Regions from separate parts of the Mus musculus genome. Here region 1 is linked to region 2. The links are chromatin contacts, called in public Hi-C maps. All regions are on one chromosome and are shown on one strand. The core of a region is the stretch at or near the end of the contact, and the rest is flanking DNA. Distances in the headings are between cores, read along the strand shown. Region 1 has its middle 9.0 kb from the start of Gm826. Region 2 has its middle 53 kb from the start of 9130015L21Rik.

Region 1 (5,506 bases), core at 2,725-5,224, 270 kb before region 2:
CATTCAAAAAAAAAAAAAACCGGATGAACAAACCTATTTCCCATTCAGTTTTTCACCTCTGTTACGAACATTCCAATTAGCTTTGCAAAAAGGGAAGAGGTTTGGTGTTTCACAGTCCAGGGTTCAAATCCTAATTTTATGACTGTATCCATGGGCTCTTGGGCAAGTCACTTGGACCGACCCACTTGAAACTCACCCATTGATGGCCTGATACTGTAGTGAGTTAGTGAGCTACTGGAGAAGCTTGCAGCCTGGTGAGAGCCCAGTGATGGCTTCCTATTGTGCTCATCTAGGCTCCTCCATGTAGGGAGAGTCGGAATAAATGGCTCTCAAACGGTCTTCCTGGATTTAGGCCAGCCACGACCAAAAGGGATCCAGTTTATGTCCTTGCGTTAGTTGCTAAGTTAAGGACCCGGAGACACAGAGAGAACCCTATTATCAGTCCTGGGGGCATATGTGTCCAGGGGGCAAGGGAGGTGGAGGGAGGCAGCTGGGTGACGAATATGCTTCTGGAGCAGTGTGTGGTGGGCCACAGATCTCCTGATCTGTTCTTAGTTATTTATACAGATTCAGTTAAAATCTGACAGCTTTCTGACTTGAGAAGATCGCAGGAAGAATCAGCACACGAATAAGGCAGAAGCAAGCTCTTAGCTGCCTCCTAATGTGACCTAATGCTTAAGAACTGTACCATTTTCATGTATAATCTCATTTGATCACACCAGTATCTTTTTGAGGTAGGTCCTTGCATTGATTCCACTTTACAGACAGACACAGAACCTCAGATAAACAGAGTGAGTTGACCAGCCCCTCCTGGTGTGATCACCTCAAGAATACTGATGCGGCCCCCAACTGTTTGCACTGAAGCAAAGGGTCCCAAGGGGTTAGTGAGGCACATCCTGTTCCGTGTGGCTCAAATGTCTTGGTGTTGAGTTCTCATTCAGTTCGGACATTAGACTCCCTCCAGGAGAGGGAAGGAAAAAGACTTTGAAGATCCTGTGTAGGGTCTCAAAACCAGATCCTATGGGAGGGCATTGCCTGACATCATAGAGGGAAAGCTGATTATGGGGTCAAGAGCATCTATGCTTGCTGAGCGGCACTGGGAAATGGATCAATGGCTTCCAATGACCTGCAGAGTGATATTAGCCAGTTAGAGCTGTCTGCGACCCATCAGGTCCCTTTAACTCCTTCCACTAGTGGAGCTATTGTACTGATCATGCTTCTTTTAATCATGTTTTCATCTGAAATTTGAAGTTGTGCCACTGGCCCAAGGCCATACTGTAGTGGATGGAGCTGAGATTTGAATCCAGACCTCTGACACTGATTCAGCTCTCATTATCTATGTATGGCGCTTCCAGGGAAAGATGGCCCCTGGAATGTCTGGCTAACGCTGGTGAGAGCAAAGGTGTCCCTACTCTCTGCCTCTTCCATCTTTTCCCAGCTGGAAGTAAAAGAGTAGAGTTCCCAGACTACTGATGGGCTGGGGGAACTGCCCCAAGTGGGATATCAATTTGGTTAGCCACATGTTCCTCTGTGGCAAGAATGAGGGGAGGCCCTGGGAAGATAGCTATAAACAAGGCAGGACAGATGCAGGTAGAGTCCATGGTAGTGCCGTGTTCTGGGCTCTGATAGACGTAGGCAATGTGGACGACCTCTTTGTCTTCCCTGGACCTCATATATTCTCCCACTTCCAACTGCCTAAGTCTACACTGTCAGTGTTGATGACAGGCTAAGGATTGATAGTCACCAGGAATGGCCCCCAGCTAGTGAGTGACAGCCTAGTGGATTTATACCCAGGGGACTCAGATGCATGCTCTGCCTCAAATCACAGCAAAGCAGACTTCTGGCTGCCCATAGTGGGAAATTTGCTGGTACACTGAACTTGGCCCTTCTCTGTACAGTCTGCCAGGGGGACTGGGGAGGGACTCAGAGATGGACGGCAAACTGCTCTGTGTGTGTGTGTGTGTGTGTGTGTGTGTGTGTGTGTGTGTGTGTGTCTGTCTGTCTGTCTGTCTGTCTGTCTGTCTGTCTGTCTTAAGGCTTCTATTACTGTGATAAAACACCATGATCAAAAGCAACTTGGGGAGGAAGGGGCTTATTTTAGCTTATGGTTCGGCATCACAGTCCATCACTGAAGGAGTCAGGGCAGGATCTCAAACAGAGCAGGGACCTAAAGCTGATGCAGAGGCTATGGGGGGAGTGCTGCCTACTGGCTTGTTCCTCCTGGTGCATTCAGTTTGTTTTCTTATATATCCCAGGACCACCTGCCCAGGGGTAGCACTGCCCAAAATGGGCTGGTCCTCCCACATCAAAGTTCAATCAAGAAAATGCTCTACGACTCACTGTTAATCCTATAGAGGCAGAGTTTCTTAATTCAGATTTCTTCTTCCCAAATGACCCTACCTTGTGTCAAGTCAAAAGTGAAACTAACCATACAAGGTCTGTGAGTCAGAGATGGGGGCAAAATCGACCCTCAAAAGAATCTAAAGTAAGTCCTCAGAGTGCGTGGGAGTCAGCCGGTGGAAGGGGAGACAGGGATGGAGAGCAGAGAGACAGATGCTCAGGGGAAGTTAGTCCGGAGGAACGTGAAGACTCAGTGCATCCAAGTGTGGTGGAGTGGGGTGAAATTGTGAAGCTGAGGCTGACCATAGGAGCTACAGAGGACAATCTGTGCTTCACCTTAGCACCTTGGGCAGACACGGAAGACTCGAGGCTAGGGAAGTTTGTGAAAGATTTAGAAGCCAAGACGGCGTTTGCTGGGTTCAGCTGAGCATGCTCTAGAAGCTCCTTCTGGGCAGGAAGGAAGAGAGTGTGTTGGGCCAGTTCTCCTTCAAGGAACTTCTTCTTGCTACTGGTCTTCCCTCTTAGGAACCCATAAAGTCGGGCACTGTGGGTAATTATAGGCTTAAAGAGGCCCAGGGCTGGGAGTCTGAAGATATGTGGGGAGTGTGCTGTGGACAGGAGCCAGAGTGCTGGCCTAGCTGCAAGTGAGGGAATGGGACACCCAGACACCCAAGGTCCCCATAACGTGTCCCAGAGCAGGTCCATTTACAGGCATCTAAGGATGGAGCTCAATGTTGCCACAAGCCAGTCACCAATACTCTGGTCCTAGTTTTTTTTTCTCAGGGTTTGTTTCTGTGGTTGCTGAGGTAGGTTCTTGGTACAGTGGATGCTTTCTTTTGGAGTTCTTGGTCTCAGTGGGTTCTGCATGGTGAAGAAAGCTATGTTCTTCCAAGGCAGAAGTGCTTCCCAGGCATTTTGAATAGGCTGCCTGGGGTTTCCTTCTTGTCATGTCCTCTACCTTCTTCACTTAAACCCATTTGAGAAAGACAATCCATGTGGCTTGAAAACTTCATGAACAACGGAGACTAGAGCTGGAAAGATTTGTATTTGAATTCTCCTCTTCCCACCCTCTGTATCTCTCCTGGAAAAAGTTCCTTTTGCTCAGGAAGCCTCAGTTTTCTCATCTCTGCAATGGGATGACAACACCCATTGCAGGTTAGTTGGGAGCACCAGACTTAATGGATAGGTGTTAATACGTAACAGCCATGAAGTCAGTATTTTGACTATGCCATTCCTCCTTACCCTTGTTTTAAAGATGTACAAAGACATACAAAGCCTTCCCAGGGCTACTTCCCACACTCCGTTTATGGGATAGATGATCTTAAAGAAGATGGAAACAAGACCCAGACAGACGGAGGGTCTTGTGAAAGCCGCTCTGGCTAATTAAGCTCTGTTTGTAGTTCTTTGGCAAAGCACAATCATTTGTTAGCTCTAATTAAAAGAAACTATAAAAACAACATAGAACCCAACTGAATGTTTGGAAGACAGAGGGTGGGGGATCAACCCTGTCTCATGAGGTTGGCAGCCTAGCAGTGCAGCAAGGACCCAGCTCATCCATGCTGGTCTGGACCACAGTGCCACAGTGCCACAGTGCCCTGTTCCCCATTCCAGATGAACCATTATCCCGTTAATGGTTTCCTGTGATGTCATCAAACTGCCACTGAGTTTTGCTTTCATTTTCCCCCAGCTTAAGGTTCTGGTAGACACCTCTTTATGAACACAGAATATGTCTCCTTTTTTGTTTCATTTGCTTCAGATAAATTCACAGAAGCAGAGTTGGTGGGTCTTGGGGAAAGGAACACTTTTTGTGGTCCATGATACATATTTTCCAATTTACCTTCCATAAAGGCTCTTGTTTACTTTGCTTCTAGCAAAGCTTATCTGTCTAGAAATTTCCACACCACCTTACGAGCCTTGAGTATTACTGTTTGTTGTTTAGCTTGCTACGTAGGTTGTGATTTCTTTTTAATTTAACTCACTTTCCTTTTTGTTAGTTCAAATGTACACATATATCTGTGCATATGTATCTGTGTCACATGTGTTCCAGTGAGTTCACACTCCGATTGGAATAGTATCGGGTATTTTCTGGGTGGTATTGGTAAGGCAAGTCTTTTGTTACAATGTGCAAAAAGTACCATGGCTATGTGTCTGCAAAAGGCATGTGCACTGTCTGCCCTGCCAGACAGTAATAATTGTCGTCCTAAAGCAGGGCTGCCTCCAAAGCTGAAGTAAACAAATGATTTTACAGCACACAATGGGAGTCCAGACTGACCCTGGTGAATGAAGTTGCTAATACGGCTTCCTGGGATGGATGTCAGCCAAGGGCTTCCCCGGGCGGGCAGGCAACTTAACAGTAGGTCCTGGTGACAGCTGTAAATATGGGACAGATAAGCCAAAGGATGAGGCAGGGGCTGGGCCATGGTGTGTGGGTGTCTGCATTGGGATGTGGGTGTGGAGTGAAGCCTAGAGCAGCCACACACCTCAGGGAAGGGGGCTTGGCATGGCTCAGGCAAGAACACTGAGGGCATCTGAGGTGGGGATGTGTGTTGAGAATTTTTCAAACCCCAGCAGAGACCCAGAACACCTCTGGTGGATCTGACACAGTGTCCAAGTGTTGGGAACAGGCAGACCCAGGTTCCCAACTTGGCTTTGGCTGCTGAGATTAGTGGAAGCTGTCCTTGTGGGCTAAAGGTTAGCTGGGAGCCTGGGCATGTTCTGTTCTCTTTTGCTTTGACCTCACTGGCCTCTCCAGGCCGGAATCCTTGTGCCTTTAGTCTGCCCTGTGCGACTCCCTGCTTGTGCTCAGAAGGCCCCTTCGAAGGCCTTTCTGCCTCTTTCCTCTCAGGCTGACCTTGAGGTGAGCTTCTTGAAGGCTGCTCTGATTCCTGGTAACACAGCTCCTGGAACACGCGTGTATCTGTATTCTGGATAAGCAACAAGGAAAATCTGCTGGTGGCCTCTCTTCTTGTGACATTGAAGGTATCAAGGTATCTGTTATTAGAGAATACACCCCTTGCTTGGACTTAAAAAGGGGGCGCCACAGTACTTTCTCATGCTTGAAGTACTATGCTAACCTCTCCTCCTCCTCCTGGAAGCCTTTCTTGACCTCTCCAGCTGGCAAAGGATTGCTTCCTTTGCCTTCCTCCGTGCCACCTTTCTTACAGAT
Region 2 (5,486 bases), core at 1,980-4,479:
TCACAACCATTCAGTCAATGCACAGTGTACGACATATAAGAAATGCTCACTAAAGGTACCATTTACATACAGGTGTTGTTCATATTGTACATTCACAGAAGAATCAGGTTTTAGTATACAAATAATGTCACTGTCAGGGAATCATCCCCAGCTTTTACATTTTAGCCCTGAGAATCTCAGGGACTTTACCTAAGGCACTAAATCTACCTGTGCTTAGGTTATATTGTCCCCATAAATAGACTCTATACCTGCACTGACAGTGCACTGTATTAATATGATATACTGTGACACAGAAGTATACAGTAGGCACTCAACATACATGTACCTTAAACACCAGCTCACTGCTTATCTTATAAATTATTTCAGTAAATCACTTTGTCCTACAATATAAAAACTTTTCTGAAAACATGGATGGCCTTTGGTTAGTGTCAATAATTTTTTTTAATCAATCACGTCTTCCCCCTTATTTCATTGCAGATATATAGGAGTTGCAAATCAATAATGTAAACCATAAAGATGTCAGATTATTTCCTCTCAGGATGAATAATTCTGATACTTATGTAACCATTAGGTATGACTTCTTTAAAAAACAAAACAAAACACAACAAAACAAAATGCCAATAATGCTCTTAAATGTGATGTTTTCTTCCATTTTTACTTTATTTTTTATTTCTTATTTTATTTATTGACATTTCAAATGTTATCCCCCTTCCCTGTTTCCCCCTGCAAACTTCCTATCCCACCCCCCTCACCCCTGCTTCTAGAACCTGCTGAGACCAGATCCAGAGGTTAGACATGGCCCCTGGTTGAGAGATGGGGCCACTCACCCATCTCAAAAATATTAACCCAGAATTACTCCTGTCTAAAGGAAATACAGGGGCAAAGAGTGGAGCAGAGACTGAAGGAACGGCCATCCAGACACTGCCCCACCTGAGGATCCATCCCATGTGCAGACACTATTTTTACTTTAATAAAGTATGCTTTTCTTCCTAATCAGTAGTAGGATACTTACTGTCTGCTCACAATCTCTAAAGTTCCTCCTCCTCTTCTCTGCCCCTTCCCCCTCTTCCTTCTCTCTCTCTCCTCCTCCTTGTCTCTCTCCTCTTCCTTCCTCCTCTTATTGCTACTAATTGGCATGGATGATGTTCTAATAGCAATCATCTGGGAGTTCAGGAGTCAACCAAACCTAGTTCCCTTAGTACTCATGAAAGGCTATTCTCTTTTAGTCACTGGTCCTATTCCAGTATTGTTTGCTTCATCGGATGTCTTCATCTTATCCTTTCTGGAGCAGTACTTTGGGAAGTAGGAGAACATGTGAAGGCACTCCCACTTGCAAGCACACATGGATGGGAGACCACCATGGCTCTAACTGGACTATGTAAGGAAGGAATCTCATGAAGTTCTATCTGCTCTTGACACAAAGATAAGGGTTTGGAAGGCTCTGTGCCATTGCTTGCAAACTGCTGCTCCAGCATCTCTTAGCAGCTGCCGGGCACCTGACTTCATGTCCTTCTAACCACAGTCAACCAAGTCCCAGGCTGCACAAGCCTGTTTCCATAGAAATGTGAATACACAGCCAGTGCTTCCTCTTCAAGGCACCTTGTCCCTTTCTTCCCTTTTTTCTAGATGTTTTATGACAGTTGCTTGGATTTCACAACAGGGAGATGTGTCACAGAGTCAGTCATGCAGTTCCCTATGAAGAAATACATTTTCTTCTCTCGTCTAAAATCTTCTTTGAAAAGTGTTTTTTTTTTAAAGGAAAAATTTTCAGATAAACGTCATCTTTATACATTTCTTCTACAAAGGGCATAAGGAAACAGAGGGTCTAATGTTAGTGAGGATGGGAATATGGGTCTGGTTTTATGTTGGCCAGATAGAGGGGGAACTTCTTATGATGCTTTTCAAGATGGCTTCGGTTCTGCATGATCCCCAAAGGTAACTTTGACCTTTCTTGAAGAGAATGGCAGATCTCCCTGGTCTCCAATTATTTCAATAACAGCAAACTCAAAATCTATGTTGTTTTTGGATGTAGAAAAAAGCCTCCTTTGAATAAAAGCCTAAGATGTATTGATTAGCCCTTTGTGTTTGGGGTGCTTGTATCTAGTTCTTTATATGACCAGGTCTGGGTAGGTAGGGTAGGGTAGGGAATAAATAACAAAGGAAATATTATTTGAGTTAAACTGCACAGAATCAGACCTTTAACTATGAAATCATTTGCAGTAAACCAGTGAAGGGAAATGGAGAAGGACAAGAAAGTGGGGGGAAAGCCAAGCAAAGAAAGGGTGCAGGCAAGGTCTGGCAGAGGGTAAATTCATATCAATCTATTTTTTAAGAATCATGTTAACTAAAATATTTTATACAACACATTTTAATTATATTCTTTTCCCTTCCCCAATCCTTCTCATAGGCTCTCTCTTCCCTGTCCACCCCAACATCATGTTCTCTCTCTTTCTCTTTACATGAACTAACAATTGTTGTGTTTGATTGGTCTCTCTTGATGGCTTGGTTCTTTCTGAAGGGAAATGGACGAGGAGTAGATCTGGGGGCAAGGGGAGGTAGGAGGCAGAGCTGAGAGGAGTAGAGGGAGGGGAACTGTAGTTGGAATGTATCCTTTGGGGAGAAGAGTCTGTTTTTAATTCATTAAAAGATACACACACACACACACACACACACACACACACACACACACAGTCCCTGAACAAACAAATAAACAAACAAAACAAACTAAAAAAAAAAACCCAAAAGAAGCAGAAAAAGCAACCTACTAAACCACCTCTACCTCCAACCGTATCAGTAAAAGAAACCCATGGAGTCCATCTTGTGTTGGCCAACTGCTCCTGAGTGTAAGGCCTGGTGAAATGGGATGGAGACAGAAGCACACAGGTGTCCTGGCTCAGTGCAGGTAAGTGCCTGAACTTTACCTGACTGTCAGTTGTTAAAGGTTTCTAGGGTATCACAATTTCTCAGGAAATTTTAGCTCTTTCATGCATGTCAAAGAACATACAACCTAAGGTAAAAGGCATCTATAGAGGTCTGAATTGACCACCAAAGTGGTGCTCCCAAGAGGGATTAGTCATGCAATAGGCACAAGTTAAATGAGCAGACATCCACGTCCTACACATTTATCTAACTCCAAGTGCAATCATACCTCTCCTCACTGTGGGAAACCACTGCTTTAAGTGTTGCAACGGGCTGAGGATTCTATCACTGCAGGCAGCAAGTCGGGACCAAGGAAACAGGAAGCCCAGCTCTCTAAGGAGGAAGAAAGATCAGTGCCTTCTGAAGATCAGGGAACTGTGCAGTCAAATTCAGTTGAATCCTTAGTTTGGCCCTGGGATTCTGTGACTTGGAGAATCTGCTCTGCCTTTTGATGGAATCTTCATCGCTATGAATGGTGCAACTTCATCCACAGAGTTCTAGACAATACCTGTGTGCTTTGCCAGCCACGTCTCCAGATTCTTGGGAACATAGAGAAGAAAAAATGGGATGAGTAGAATTCTCATATCCGTGGAGCTCAGGAGATGCGACGTCAGCACCACATACTGTGATGGCAGAACTTTGCTCTCTTCTCAGGTGCCAGGCTCCGTTTATTCTCTTCATCTTCAACTGTGAACTCTTCATTAGTATTTGTTTCCATTTTCACGGGACTTAAGGACAGACACCAACACTTCCGACTTAGGACAGAAGTGTTCCTTCACGGCTTCTACCAAATGCTGTTGCAGAAACCCCATCACGATGAAAATGAGGACAACATAACATAGAAAGAATTTTCTATGTATAATAAAGGTATTGGGGAGGCACTAGTTACATGCACAAAGCTAAAAGGCTACTTGAAAATCAAAAGGTAAAATTGAGCAGATTTTTTTCAAATGATGCTAATTACTACTTCAAAGAGCTTTTTGAAATAATTTATTTACATTTTTTTTTTGATGTTTGCCTTGTGTGACTCAAATGTTGAGGAGCACAGGCTGCTGAGATTGGGATAGGTGCCCTCAAGTGTCCCCAGTTCCGTGTTCCTTCACAACATCTTGCTGCATTTCCATAATCTCTCTGACTCACAGCCGCCTGCTCCCTACCATGCGATCATTGTTTTGAACCGCACAGATTTCGACGTCAGAACCAGCCACTTCGTGTTTTTTTTTTCCACCAAACAAAATTAACTGACATGCCAAACCAAAGCAACCACAAGGAAAACTCAGCCGTGTGCTTTTGCTGAACTTGGGTGGAGGCGGCTTCCAGGACTAGGACATCAATTAAAGGGACAAGAGCATCCCATTCTCTATGTGACTGTACCTGTCATAGGGCTTTGCTAGCTGGGGACCACTCGGACTGCCTCTTCTTTCCTCATTGAGAATACTTTTAATCTTATCAGTTCTATGGTCACTCCTGGACTTCATAGTTACCGTTTCTTTTCTCAGTCTTAAAGCTAATTTGGAATTTGCTTCTTAGGACCACAAACTTTCTCAGACATCAACCTTATTTACATCTTTGTCTGTGGAATATTACGTTATTTGTGTGTGAGAGTACTTAAGTATGTTAACTCACCATATAGGCAATCACTTATCAGTTCTTTGAACCTTGGCCGCTTACTTAGCATGGTTACCTTGTCTGAAGAAGGCTGTGCCTTAGTTTTTACAGATGCCCAGCTTCTGGTTGTCTTCTTCCTCATTATTCCAGAGACCAGAAAGAAAGATTAAAGTAATTTTTACCTCCCTGTCCTCTAAGAGAACCAAGGTCTTGAAAGACATGCTTGCTCCCCTTTGTCTAGAAGAGAACTGGCTTTGATTTAGGAAACCAAGGCTGGTGGAGACTGACTCTGCTGGGAGTAACTCCCTTTGGGGCTCAGTTCTAGGTGTCAAGGAGGCTTCAGAGCTGGTCTGGCTTCTGCTGACAGCTCTAAGAGCTAACCAGCTTGGTATACAGATCCCATTTTCTCCTGCCCGTCCTCTGCTCTGTTCACTCTGCTTAATAGAATGGCTCTGCCTTCTCCTTAGTGAACTATTTTCAGTCAGTGAATTTCCAGAGCTTGGACTTCACTCTCATTTCCAAGGTTGAGCATGTGATTCCGTCTTTCTGGCCTCAGTTCAGAGGCAAGAGTGGGCATGAAGCCAGATGAAGGAGTCTCAGTTTCTCACACTGGGGAAACCCTACTCATCTTTCAAGACCATGGACTTGACTGCTCCGTAGTCTCTACTCCCACAGAGCATGTGCTACCAGTTCACACAGAACCCAACTCCAAAACAAAACAAAACAAAACAAAACCCCACCAACTCTCTCCTTTTTGTCTGTCTTCTTCTGGGCTGGGGAGTATAGGGACAAAGGTTATTTTTAGCTCACTGTCAGTAGCTCAGAGGGAAACTGCACTATGGTAGGAATTCAGGCAACATTGGCTGACTGAGGGGAGGGGTTGTAGAAGGGGGCTTCTATCTGGACAACGGGGAGGCTCTGATTGAATGCAGGGACAGGGCTCAGGGCCTGGGGTTTGG

What was found. A called contact is a pair of places that touch in the nucleus more often than the background predicts.
Region 1: a contact with region 2 is called in a Hi-C map of bone marrow-derived macrophages, with 24 read pairs. The contact joins two enhancer-like sites. A contact is called at or near these places in 1 of 39 promoter capture datasets (liver), 2 of 484 Hi-C or Micro-C datasets (bone marrow-derived macrophages and embryonic stem cells), 2 of 115 datasets of contacts at active chromatin or transcription factors (bone marrow-derived macrophages and embryonic stem cells) and 1 of 9 other capture datasets (adipose tissue).

The regions. Positions count from the first base shown.
Region 1 is chr2:160,333,724-160,339,229 of GRCm38.p6, reverse strand. It overlaps Gm46773 and a transcript of Gm826 not described here. Among named protein-coding and RNA genes, the nearest start is that of Gm826, 9.0 kb to the right of the region's middle. Within about 2 kb of position 3,974, at least 34 of the 459 cell types and tissues checked have an H3K27ac peak or open chromatin away from gene starts, as enhancers often do. A contact at or near this core is called in adipose tissue and bone marrow-derived macrophages, where this site is marked.
Region 2 is chr2:160,066,699-160,072,184 of GRCm38.p6, reverse strand. No RefSeq gene overlaps it. Among named protein-coding and RNA genes, the nearest start is that of 9130015L21Rik, 53 kb to the right of the region's middle. Within about 2 kb of position 3,229, at least 41 of the 459 cell types and tissues checked have an H3K27ac peak or open chromatin away from gene starts, as enhancers often do. A contact at or near this core is called in adipose tissue and bone marrow-derived macrophages, where this site is marked.